3 separate regions of the Oryctolagus cuniculus genome follow, and regions 2 and 3 are each linked to region 1. The links are chromatin contacts, called in public Hi-C maps. All regions are on one chromosome and are shown on one strand. The core of a region is the stretch at or near the end of the contact, and the rest is flanking DNA. Distances in the headings are between cores, read along the strand shown.

What was found. Hi-C and Micro-C count contacts between places; a contact is called where the count stands out from the background.
Region 2: a Hi-C map of psoas muscle shows a contact between it and region 1, with 8 times the contacts expected there. The contact joins the promoter of MAML2 here to the enhancer-like site in region 1. A contact is called at or near these places in 3 of 6 Hi-C or Micro-C datasets (ear pinna, psoas muscle and an unstated tissue).
Region 3: a contact with region 1 is called in a Hi-C map of an unstated tissue, with 5 times the contacts expected there. The contact joins the promoter of JRKL here to the enhancer-like site in region 1. A contact is called at or near these places in 3 of 6 Hi-C or Micro-C datasets (ear pinna, embryonic fibroblasts and an unstated tissue).

The regions. Positions count from the first base shown.
Region 1 is chr1:87,500,391-87,504,793 of mOryCun1.1, forward strand. All of the region lies in intron 2 of MAML2 (mastermind like transcriptional coactivator 2), which reads right to left. Among named protein-coding and RNA genes, the nearest start is that of MTMR2, 140 kb to the left of the region's middle. Within about 2 kb of position 3,106, at least 1 of the 8 cell types and tissues checked has an H3K27ac peak or open chromatin away from gene starts, as enhancers often do.
Region 2 is chr1:87,788,768-87,792,995 of mOryCun1.1, forward strand. MAML2 (mastermind like transcriptional coactivator 2) reads right to left here and starts at 1,995. Exons shown (of 5, transcript XM_002708435.5): 1 at 107-1,995. The coding sequence starts at 619.
Region 3 is chr1:87,842,559-87,846,896 of mOryCun1.1, forward strand. It overlaps JRKL (JRK like), which reads left to right and starts at 1,472. Exons shown (of 1, transcript XM_008262328.4): 1 at 1,472-4,338. The coding sequence starts at 2,131. The coding sequence ends at 3,705. It overlaps CCDC82 (coiled-coil domain containing 82), which reads right to left and starts at 1,460. Exons shown (of 10, transcript XR_011390282.1): 1 at 1,341-1,460.

The DNA of each region.
Region 1 (4,403 bases), core at 1,856-4,355:
TGACTGTTGGTTGTTGTAGGGAGGGCATAGAGCAGCAGATACAGTCATACCTATACTATTCTATTTTGGTATGCATTTGTAGTAGGTGTAATGTGTAAGAAAGAGTTCTTCATAGGGACACCCAATGGATTTCTCAGACTGTGTTATAAATAATTATTTAGATGGTTTGAGCAAAGAGTTAAGAAAAACTCTTTCCTTTTTGCATGAGAATCTGGTTAGCTTCTAAGCTTGATTTCCCCGGAAGCGAATAAAGATGATATGTGTCAACTATGTTACTAGGCAAAATTGCACATGGCAAGAAGGACCCCTTACCGGTAGAGTGCATGTAGACTGGGAAGAACTATTAATGAACTATAAATACCTGATGGGGATGTCATGATACAGACTTTCCTGAATGGAGCAATTTTTATAACTATAGTCCTTGAACAGACATGGTAAGCCATGGCTTTGAAGTTGCTACATGAGTTACTGACCCTTGGGGACATAAGACTCTCAAGCAAAGACACTTCCTTCAGCAGTCCAGTGTGGACCTCATCATCTGGCACCTGAGGTTTCAGAACTCTAAGGGTGCTGGAGGTTTCCCTGTTGGCAAGTGCTAGTTGCTATCCCACATCCTTCTGAGCCCAATGGTGCTGTGTTACTGTCCTGCGAGTCTAAATGTCTAGTGGAACCCGACAAACCCCTTGCTAGATGTTGCAGGTTGGTTTAGTGTCATCATAATTCCCTTTGGGTACAATGTGAGGCATGACTTTCTGGGAAGAGATCTGAAAATAATGAGCTCTTTTGTAGTATCTTTATATAAATTCTGTCTGTCTATCTATCTATCATCTATCCACCTACCCATCTATCCATCCATTCACCCATCCAACATTAATTATAATCTGTAGCCTGCCAGTAATTGTCCTAGATAACAAAATATATAAGATCCTTTCTCTTAATTAGATCATATATCTGTGGGAGGAAAAGAAATATATATGGATTATTTGGAATAATGATGAATAAAGTTGTCAATATTTATTAAATATTAGGTACTATGTTAAGCATGGTACATGTCCTTAACAAGAGTTATATGAGTTAAGCATTAATCTACACATCTTACAGACAATAACATTGAGACACAGGACTGCATCAAAGCTATACTGAACTCAGGCAGTCTGGTTCCAGATCACATGCCCTTTAGCATGACGTGCACCTTCACAGAGCTTCATTCCAAGAACTTCTTTCAGCAATTTATACAGAGACACTTCTGCCTCCACTTTCCCATCTCCCTCAATGTTGGAAAGCCCACCTGTTAAAATATGAGTTAACAAGCAACTACTCCAGAGGTATCAGTAGAACCCAGGAGCTAGGCAAAGGGCAGAAAAAGAACAAAGTTTACCTGCATCTAACTGCATATCAGTCCTGTACTTTTCCTTTCACAGAGAAGACTTGAGCTACTCTCCAACTCAATGAGTTTCCTTTTCCAGTGATGACGGGCCTGACTCACAAGTAGGCAGAAGTGAGACTGTGGCATTTTACGTCTCCAGTGATTCCTTTTAGAAACCAGATTCTGAGATGAAATAAAACAATGTGTGTAAAGTGACCAGAACTGTGCTTGTCATGCAATGAGCTCTCAATAAACCACAGCTCTTATTATTCTTTCTTCCCACATAGCTTGCAAAATACTGAAAACTATTGGAAAAGCTGAGATCTTAGTGGCTCTAGCCCCTGGTATTTTTTCAATCATATACATTCTTTGTGTATTGGTCAAGAACATTTGTTAAGTGTTCACCGGGTGGGCTATGGAGGTATTAGAGGAAATATAGGGAATGGATCCATCATGATATGTTTGACACATTTAGGAACACAAACTCGGAAATTTGAAAATGCCTTAAGAATCCTTAGCAAGTGGCACTTACCACATGGAAACTGTCAGATCTCCAATTTTTACTCCTCTAGGAAGGAGTTTGTGTCAGCCACGGAGGAAATTAGCCCTTATTACAGGTTTCCAAGATAGGTTAGTACAGAAATCCATAAGGGAGTTAGGAGTTAATCTCCTGTTTACCACACTTAACTACTCCATTCTGCTCCTGCCCAGTCTTTACTAAAGATGGCCTTGCCCAGCAGCCAACCTATCTTGGTTGCAAACACTTGTCAGAGTGAGATACGTGAATGTTGGACTGTGACTCCTTACTGTCAATCAGAGACTGTCTTGTCTCATGTCACATTGATGACCTGGAGTCAAAACCGTTTAGATCATCTCTGGGTCTAGAGCCTTAGACCAATTTTACACTTTGCAAGTTTCCCTCAAGCCCTAGAAGAACAGAGAATTACTCTCCATACCTACTTTCAGCTGCTTGGGTCTCTCTCTTTGAAGCTCCAGCTCCTATTCACTATTTTGCTGGAGGTCAGATTGTGGAACAATGAGTTCCTTGCTCCTTTGCCTCGGAAAAAATTCTAGAGTCAAAAATAATCTAACCAAAGCCAAAGATCTCAGAAGAAGGACTCACCGCAGACAATGAGGCTTGACTGGCCTCGGATTGGGGGTAAGAAATGCATATTTGATAGCTAACAGAAAAAAGAAAACAAAACTGAACTCCTTTCTGCACTCCACTTAGTTCATTCACCAAACACTGACTGAGCAAGTATTGTGCTAAGTCTTAAGAACCAAAAAAGTTGCTGGAAGACAAGGTGTCTTCCCTGAGAAATTCAAAGTCATTTATTGTTCATGTAACATAGAACACATTCATCAGTTCATTAAAAAAAAAAAAAAAAAAGAGCAGTGATTCTCACAATCTCACAGAAGAAATGTTCACCACTTCCTCTAGCCTGGAGTCCTACAATATCTGACTCAATGAAGAAAAATGCTGTCAAATGCCACTAGAGCCTCCCCAAATGAAAATTCTATACTAGAGTGATCTTGATTATCTGCAATCCCCACAGAAATGGCAGCAATATAAATAAACATAAAGGAAAACAGAGGTGCTGTAACACAACTATAAATCGCTCCTCCTCAACTTTCTTCCAATGATTCAGGGCAAAAGAAGGAAGTTGGTCTTTGTGGCAGAGAATAGACCAGCAGCTGTTCCATATCCTGCCAAGAGGAGAGAGACTGATTATAAATAATAGCCAACAATATGTCCTTTGGGACTGGAGACTTAGCCAATTTTAGCGGAGTTTGAAGGGAGAGAGGGAGGGCTAATGGGATGGGGGGGGGGGCGGTGACCAACACAGCAGAGGATGAATTAGGAGAAAACCCTATCAAATTTTCCTGTGTACTTATGTTTCTATTACCTCATTAGGGTGATTACATAATGCTACTCCATTTATATACTACAAGGGAAATAAGGGGCAACATTCTCATTAGCAGTGGCTGATGCGAGACATTAACATACCAGCAAGGCATGTGGGAGAACAGTTAATATGTTTGGGAACATCTTTTGTTTCTCTCTTCATCTGTTTGGTATTTTGTCTGCTCCATGTCTCCTTTTAGCCATACATGTGTATCTGTGAGTCAGACATGGAGATGAGGCCTTTAACCTGGGTGTCCTTGTTCGGAGAGCTCTTCACAGAAGAAATGTCTGGAGTTTGTTTTAGTGTTTTATACTCTATTGGGAGGAAGAAAAGGAACACCCTTATAGCAACGCATGGGTCTGTCACTGCTTCCTCTCTGGAATATCCCTGTAGGACAGCCTAGTCAGATACAGACTGGAATTTGGGAACTCCTCATTTCTTAGGATATTTTTCCACCTATCCTATATGGACATCCATTCTCCTCACAGACTCTTGTTTATCCGTGTTCTAATTCTAAGTTGTAACTCTAGATGGGGATATTTTGGGGGGCTGCTATTTGTGGGTATACTACTAATTTGCACATCACATTTTTAGTAGCTCACCAGGAGAGTAACATTCACTAAGGAATCTTTAACAAATGAGGAAACTGGGTTCAGAGAAATGTGAAACAACCTGGTCAGACAGCGAAAGGAAAAGCCAAAGCTGAGATCTAGCACCCACAGAGTTATCTAGGATATGACTGTAATTTACACTCCCTAAAGAGGTGAAAGGAGGGGCTCCTCCAATCAGGAAGCAGTTTGGGGAGTTAGGGAGGTGTTACAGAGACATCAATTGCTAAAAGTGTCCCTTAGAGAAATAGACATTTACCATGCATTGATGTCTTACATATGGTTTAAATTTGATATTTTTCTCCTTTATTATGACATAAGCCTATTTTATCACACTTTCTCTCTTTTTCATTTTCTCTTCTATTACCTCTGTTTTTGATTTTTAGAGCTCCCAAATGCATCTTAGCAAAAATTATCCTTTCTCAGATGAGCCAACTTATTTGGCGCTTGTTCTCATGATTGTCAGCTAAATGAAGAGTTAGGGGACCTAGCATTGCTTGCGAGTAGGGAAAGATGACTTAA
Region 2 (4,228 bases), core at 745-3,244, 290 kb after region 1:
GGCCTTTGTCAACGCTGTCCATTTTACATCGGGCCAAGGCGACCTCTACCTTCGCCAAAGGCCACGCGACCACAGACCAGAATCATGAGAAAACCAGGTGCCTTACCGCAATCAGGGCCGAGTTCCTCTGGTCCCCCGAGGCCGAGGCTGGCGGCTGCTGCTCTCCGTTTATCCCACCACCGCCACCACTGGTGCTACTGTTCAGCAGGTGCTGTTGGTGGTGATGGTGGTAGTCTGGTGGGGGTGGCGGGGCTGCTGTGGCTGCTGCTTGGGAGGCTGTAGGTGGGGCGGCGGAGGGCGGCGCAGCGGCCGCAGTGGTGGCAGCGGTGGTCGTGGCCTTGGAGTGCTTGCCAGCCTTCCTTGCCCCTTGGCCGTGCTGGACGAGGCTCAGGAGCTGCAAGGTGCTCTCCCTCTCGCGATCCGAACTCTCAGCCCTACCACGCTCATAGCGTCCTTCGCAGCTCAAGTGGTGCTGGCGGCAGACGGCGATCCGAGCCCGGAGGCGCTCCACGATAGCACTGTGCACTCTCGGGGTGACTGAGCCCCCTCCAAGGAGCCCCGCCCCAGAGGCCCCCCCTAGCCCTCCTGCGGGGGCCTGCGGGGGCGCTGTGTCCCCCATCTTACTGTACACAAGGCTTGGGATGGTGAGGAGGAAAGGGGCTACCGCTGACTATGGCAGGCAAATCTGATTTTGTCAGTGTGAGCTCAGTGTTCAGGGCCACATGAATAGAGGTCTTCAGGGGTTGGGGTGGGGGGGAGCAGTGGCGAAGATGTGGGGGAAGGGAGTTAGTCAAAAGAGGGGAGGGAGAAAGAACAGAAACCAGCTGGGGAGGGTAAGTTGGAAACCAGCCCCGATCAACTTACTCTAATTGCGGCTGACAGTTCTGGAGAAGTTGGAAAGAGTTGGATTTTTTTTTTTTTTGCCCCCCTCCCCCGACGGAGCTGACAAGCGCCACCAGGTACTTTGTAAACACACGATTTGGGGGTTCGAGCAAGAACTCAGGGATGGTCAAGGCAGAGACAGAAGCCGACAGCGAAAGGAACAGAGCGAGGTATTAATAGAGGGTGAGCTGGTTCCCCCCTCCCCTAATTGTTTCTGAGAATGCTTTATGGGGATGTTTCCATAGAGAAACACGTTTCTACCCTACTCTGTGTAACTGGCAGCCTCTTCTTTTTCTTAGGGTGAAGAAAAAAATAAAAACCAGAACAAAACAGTGCTGTTTCAGAAGGCTTCTGAGGGTTCAAAATGTGCAAACAAATCAAGCGAGCCTTGTCTTTTGGGCTTTAGTTTTTCTCCCTTTCCCTCTGCTCCGGTGCACGCTCCTCTTTGGGGGTCCTGGAGGATGGTGTCTTCTCCCCAAAGCGGGAGACAGCTTTTCAATTGTTAACAATGTCAGTAATTGGACTTTTGGACCATGGTTTTTCTCCAGCTAATCCAATCACCGGTAAAATCCTCATTCCCTCTAAGGTTTCCCAGCCTTAAAGCAAAGCAATCTGAAGTGGCAAGCCACTGAGTGAGATCCTCCAACACATTTTTTTTTCCTTTCCCACTTAGGTTTCTATTCCTCACCCCCAGCTCTATTCTAACACAGTATCAAGAGAGACAAACTCTTCCGAGAGTAATTTACAAACGATGGTCCAACTTACAAACTTCCAGCAAATTGCACCGAGTCATGTCCAGCCACTTTTCTGTCCACTTTTGTACATTCCATCCCCGGCCAGTGGATCTGAGGGTCTGGACTCGCAATAAGCAATGTGGTTCTATCTCTTGTATTGCTTCGCTTTAGAGGTGGAAAAAAAAAAAAAAAACAACACAAAAAAAGTAGCTTGTATATTCCTTTCTCTTTCTCGTCTGTTGTTAGCCGCTTTGCTGACACTGGCTCCCGCCCGGAGTCACGGCGATACACAGGCTTTCATTGTGCTCCGATAGGAGAGGGAGAGAAAGAGAGAGAGTGAGACAGAGAGGGAGAGAGAGCGAGCCAGCAAGCTGCAGATGGGGGGGCGGGGGGCGGGGGGAGGGCGGGAGCGCTCGCTCGAGGCTCCCTGGTGGAAGGCGGGTGCCACTGCGCCAGGGAGCGATCGCCGCCCGGCACCGGGGAAAGGGGAGCGCAGAGGGCCTCCCAGTGGCTGAAGAGGTAAATCCCGGAGCCTGCGACTCGCGCAGCCGGCGCTCTGCTCCGCCTCACGCTCGGGGAAGGAGGAGTGGGGGCACGGGGGAAATTCCCCAGCCTCCACGCAACTACTTCGCCAGCCCTCAATGTCTAAGGAATTCCCGTTCAGGGAATGTGTTTTCCCTTTCAGACCTACGTGACGCCCCCCTGAGGATATCATTTTCATTTTTCAATATGCTGAGAATGACACCACCGAGCACCCTAGCGAGAGCTGGCAGAGCACTGAGGAAGCGCTCATTTCATATAATAAGGAAGACCTGGCTGTGCGCTTCCTTGGGGGAGGGGGACACGCGGAGAGGAGGGGCAACCACACTGTTGTTTCCTAAAGGGCGGGCAGGTGTGGGGTGGACCGGCCTGCCCTTGGTCGTGTCTCTGCAGAAGCCCATCTGGGTGATCACAAGCAAATCAGTAGGGATGAATAACTTTTGAGGATGATGAAATCGGCAATACCAGTTCTAGGGAGGGAAAAACAAAAAATAGATTTTTCTGGGGCCAGCGCTGTGGCATAGCAGGTAAAGCCGCTGCTGCTGTGCCGACATCCCCTGTGGGCAGTGCCAGTTCAAGTCCTGCCTGCTCCACTTCTGATCCAGCTCTCTGCTATGGCCTGGGAAAAGCAGAAGATGGCCCAAGTCCTTGGGCCCCTGCACCTGTGTGGGAAGCCCATAAGCTGCTTCTGGTTCCTGGCTTCATATTCGCCATGCTCTGGGCATTGTGGCCATCTGGGGAGTGAACCAGCAGATGGAAGACCTCTCTCTCTGTCTCTACCTCTCTGTAACTCTGCCTTTCAAATAAAAAAATCTTTTTAAAAAAAGGTTTTTATTTGAAAAGGCAAGTTGACTGTGACAAGCCAAAATAAAGGTATGAGGAATATTATCATTCAGCTGCTTGGTTCAAGCAGTTTCATAACACAAAGCGCACAGATCTCTTGCATAGATCATTATCTGGCCCTCTCCCATCTTTAAAACACCAAGACTTACAGTGGATTCTACTTGTCCTTGTTAGTTAGGGAGAGTACATTCAGGTGAGCATGGTATTAGACTAGCTAGAACCAAAAATATTCTGAGTATCCTAACTTTGAAGTCATTTGGATTTGAGGTCCCATGCCACAGAGCCCCATTAATTTAAACCAACTCTAGCATTGCAGTAAGATGGTCCCACTTCAAACTGGGGTGCAGATGGAAATGAATGGGCAAAATCAAGGCACACAGTTTCAGTTCTCTATCGGTTGGCCTACTTTGGTCCATTTTATTTTCACCACCTCTGGAATGTTAGATGGGAAATAGGGACAAGTGGACTCTGTTGGAATGTATCTTTGTAACTTTTCATTGCAATATGCTCTGAAGTTGTAACTACTCACATGAAGAGAGACAGACATCTCCTTGCTATACGTGCAAAATTTGAACTATCGCAATGTGCTAACAGTTGTGTTCATTAAATATCTTCTTTCCACAACTGCTTGTGTTTACATTCCACAATAAAGTCTGATAAAAGAAGAAATTAAAACTTAATGTTCACTCTGTAAGTACCATGGGTTTTGATTAATGAGTCCTTGGTGAAATCAGTATTCCTAAATGAAATAAACTTTTTGATTTTTATGCCAACACGGACATATCCTAAAAATGTGGCAAGTAGTTCATTTTCACATAATATTCCAGAGCTATAGGACAGTTCTTGGGAGTGTTCATTGGACTTTATGCAGCTGTTTAAAGTTGACATCAGCATCTGCAACATCCTTTTCAATTCACAGCAATTACTATTTATCTAAAAGTCACTGCTTCAGGTATGGCACTCTGCGTGACCTTCTTAATCCTAAAAAATCAGGTATTATTAAACCCATTTAAAAATGAGGAAACCACTTGCTCCAGTTTATGGAACTCGGAATTAACAGATCAAAATTCAAACTCAAATGACTTCAAACCTACCCTCTCTTAACCACTGGGCTGCTGCCTCAATTATCAACTGTGAAAGTAGTTTAGGGAGGCCAGACTGCCCCCAAAGCAGAGCAGCTCCAAGGCTGCAACTCTCTCAATCAATACTCCGGAGTCTAAAAAAGCCCT
Region 3 (4,338 bases), core at 222-2,721, 340 kb after region 1:
CTGGAATTGGGCCTGGTTTACCAGAAGTCAGGTGATGTTTAGACGACCCATTCACGAGTATTAGTTCTACCCCCTACCCTAACATAATCTGTTGCTCCCACTTGCTTCTCTCTACAGGGCTACAGTATGTAACCATGGGCTGCTGCTCTCTAGCTCATGGAGAGAGAGCATGTCAGCTACCGACAACAAAGCTTTTCTTTTATTCCAGTGTTTTGGTGTATTCTCTGTTGGCCTTTCAACACTCATAAAATCCATTCTAGAAATATCCTACTTTGCCCAAGGTAAGTGGTAGTTTATAGTTCCAAGATTTGAATGGCAGAGGAACCCCAGACCATGTTTTTGAAATCCCACTAGAAGAGATGTCCTCTTATTTGTAAAACATCACCCCCCCTTGATGTTTTCTTCCAGACAGCAGTTTGGAGAGGCATTAATAAACCAAAGAAATAATTCACTGAATGTCTACCACAAAGCCAGCACATGCTTGGAGCTATGGCGTTACTAGAAAAAATAAACATGGTCTCCGCTCCCAAGGAGCTTACATCTGATGAAATTTTACGAGGGACACCCAAAACAAGACGGCATGGTTGACAATCAGAGGGCTCCTCTGTATGTGTATACTCAAATTCCTATTATACCGCTGTGAATAAATTGATTATAGTCCTTCCACTGGCTGGAAAAAAACGACAGCGCAACACGGAACAGAAACTAGGAAAATAAGAAACCTATAAAGAAAGGAAAGCCAACTGCCCCCACTGAAAATCCAGGTCCGCAGTTTCTGAGGGGAGATCCAGCCACGACATTCTTCACCGCAGGTAAAACCGACAACGGCTCATTCCCTCAATCCTGCAGGAAGGAGCGGCAGGCGGAGGAGAGTGCACGGGCGCCACTCGCACGTTTACAAACCTGGCTGTTAGGCGGGGGAGCAGGCGCCCAGGGCTTTCTGCCCGCCCACTCGCCAGTCACTGTGCCTACAGCAGGGCGAGGCGCCGTCGCCAGGAAACGCACCCGCGAATACAACCTCCCAAAGACGTGCACCGGAGCCCAGAGGCCCCCAGGCCCAGAAGCGGCTGTGTACCCGCAAAACAAACAAGTGTGTGCGAAGGCCAGACACCCACGAGGTCACCCCCTCCCTCGGCAGCTCCGCAGTTCTGCAGGAAGAGAAATGCTGTTGCAATGGGCTGAGGGTCCCTGTCCAGCCCACCACGACACCGCTCGCGGGTATCTTTCGCCGGACCTGCCTGGGGGCTCAGCTTCCCCGCCCCTTTTAATAAGCAATTAGCAGCAGGAGCCAGAGCGAGTCGCCACCTGTACCTGGCCTCGCCCCGCCCTCGCGTCCTCACCTTACAAAACTCCATCGCCTAGGTCCCCGCCTCCATCTCCGCTTCCGCGCACTGCATCCATTTATAACACACGACGCTCCTCCTCCTTCCGGGGACTAAGGGAAGTCCCGCCTCTGGGTGGGGAGAGGGGAGGAGCCGGGCGGCGGGAGGGGGCGTCTTCCGGGAGCGTGCGCTGGGGGAGGAGCTGCTGCCGCGCGGTAGTCAGGGAGCAGTTGCGGGGTCCTGGTTGCAACTGAGGTGGGAGCGGGGCCCGGCGGGCTGTGCGGGACCGGGAGGGCTGTGCTGGCTCAGCCGGACCCGGGAAAGCGGGCCTGCGCGGCGGGAGGGCCTGTCTGCAAGGGCAGGAATCAAACGTAATCGCTCCCCGGGGAAGGGGGCCCGTCCTCGACTCCGGCTCTTCCGCTCTTTGCTTAACTTTGGGGTGTGGCGAGGGTTACCGACGGGACTTTCCTCCGGGTCTGGATGTGAAGGAGATTCGTAGCCACGATGGGGTTCTTCTAGTCTTCCTCGTGGCTTTCGGGGTAACCCGACACATGTCTGTAATCCGGATTATCCGCGGTGACCCAGGGCCTCCTTTGCTGTCCGTCTAAGTTAAAGGCCTATCCAAACTTCCTCTTCCTTTGCTGCCCCCTGCCAGCCAGAAGAGACCCCCACGGGGGAGGGGGTCGGGGCCGTCACGTTGCCGGTGAGGTGTAAAAGACTGTGTAAGACTTGTTAAAGTGACTCTGTCGAAGAAAAGGAAGGATTTTGTGGATTGTTACAGGGTGAGTGTGGGTGAATCAGCCTCAGAATGTCAGGGAAACGCAAGCGTGTGGTGCTGACCATTAAGGATAAACTTGATATAATAAAGAAACTTGAAGACGGGGGTTCTTCCAAACAACTGGCAGTGATTTATGGCATTGGTGAAACAACAGTTCGAGATATAAGAAAAAATAAGGAAAAGATTATAACTTATGCAAGCAGTTCTGATTCCACGAGTCTTCTGGCCAAGAGGAAATCGATGAAGCCATCCATGTATGAGGAACTAGACAAAGCAATGCTGGAGTGGTTCAACCAGCAAAGAGCAAAAGGGAATCCCATATCTGGACCAATTTGTGCAAAAAGGGCAGAGTTTTTCTTTTATGCTTTGGGAATGGATGGTGATTTTAACCCCTCTGCTGGTTGGTTAACTCGTTTTAAGCAGCGGCACAGCATCAGAGAGATTAACATTAGAAATGAAAGATTAAATGGAGATGAGACTGCGGTGGAAGATTTTTGTAACAACTTTCGAGATTTTATTGAACGAGAGAATTTGCAGCCTGAACAAATCTACAATGCAGATGAAACTGGACTCTTTTGGAAGTGCCTACCTTCCAGGACTTCTGTAATCAAAGGTAAAGGTGCCATCTCAGGACAGAAATCAATTGAAGAAAGAGTCACCATCATGTGTTGTGCCAATGCGACGGGTTTACACAAACTTAAACTTTGTGTTGTGGGGAAAGCAAAGAAGCCTCGCTCCTTCAAGTCGACTGATACCTTAAATCTGCCAGTCTCTTACTTCAGCCAAAAAGGTGCATGGATGGATCTTTCCATTTTCCGACAGTGGTTTGACAAGATTTTTGTTCCACAAGTTCGAGAGTACTTAAGATCCAAAGGATTGCAGGAAAAGGCTGTGCTTTTGTTGGATAATTCACCAACACATCCAAATGAAAATGTTTTGAGATCAGACGATGGCCAAATATTTGCTAAATATTTACCACCTAATGTGGCGTCATTGATTCAGCCCTTAGATCAGGGGGTCATCTCAACAATGAAGAGAAACTATCGTGCAGGCCTTCTCCAGAACAACTTGGAAGAAGGCAACGACCTGAAGTCGTTCTGGAAGAAGCTAACTCTGCTGGATGCACTTTATGAAATAGCAATGGCATGGAACTTAGTAAAACCAGTTAGCATCAGCAGAGCGTGGAAGCAGATTCTCCCTGTCATAGAGGAGAAGGAAGGCTTGGACTTTGATGAACAAGATATTTCTGTGGCTACTGTGGCCACCATTTTACAACACACCAAAGGCTTGGAAAATATGACAACTGAGAACCTTGAAAAATGGTTTGAAATAGACAGTACTGAACCAGGCTATGAAGTGTTAACTGACAGTGAAATCATCAGAAGAGCACAAGGCCAAACAGAAGAATCTAGTGAAAATGAGGAGGAGGAAATAGAACTGATCCCAGAGAAGCATGTTAATCATACAGCTGCCCTCCAATGGACTGAAAATTTGTTGGATTACCTAGAACAACAAGGTGATATGATTCTACCTGATAAACTGGTAATACGTAAACTTCGAGCCACCATCAGAAATAAACAGAAGATGACAAACTCAAGTCAGTAATGGCATTTCCAGGTTTAATCATTGTTTAGATAATTGTGTTTATGACTTTAAAATATGGCATAATTTTCTTTGTACTCTGAATTCTCACTGTCCTGTGAAATACAGATACAGAAATGTACCAAGTGGTTTAAGGATTATGTGTTTTCATCATCTGTGTCTCATCCCCTTGTGTAAATAGTCATAAAATGATTCTGTACAGATATAAGTTACATGCACATGTGTATTCACTTTTGTAAGTCACCAGTTACCCTTCTGTAATAATGGCATTCCCTAAATTTTCTAACAGAAGTTAGAGGTAAGAGTGAACAGATTGTGCACTTTCCCAAAATCTTTTGCTTGATTTGTGAAGGCTGCCACAGCTAATTTTGTGCTAACCATCTTAAATGGTTGTCTATTTTGTGTATATCGTATAAGCTGACAGAATGAGAAAGAACTATGTTGTTAGATTTCAGGATGATATTTAATAATTTAAAAAATGAAGTCTAGTAATGATGGGGAAACTTACCTATGAATTATAAAAATTGTTTAGGTTTCATACATCTGTTCTTTACTCTTGTATGGGTAGCAAGAGGGGGACATTATTCTGGAAATTAAGTAAATGTAGGAAGTAATTACTAAATGAAAAATTCACAT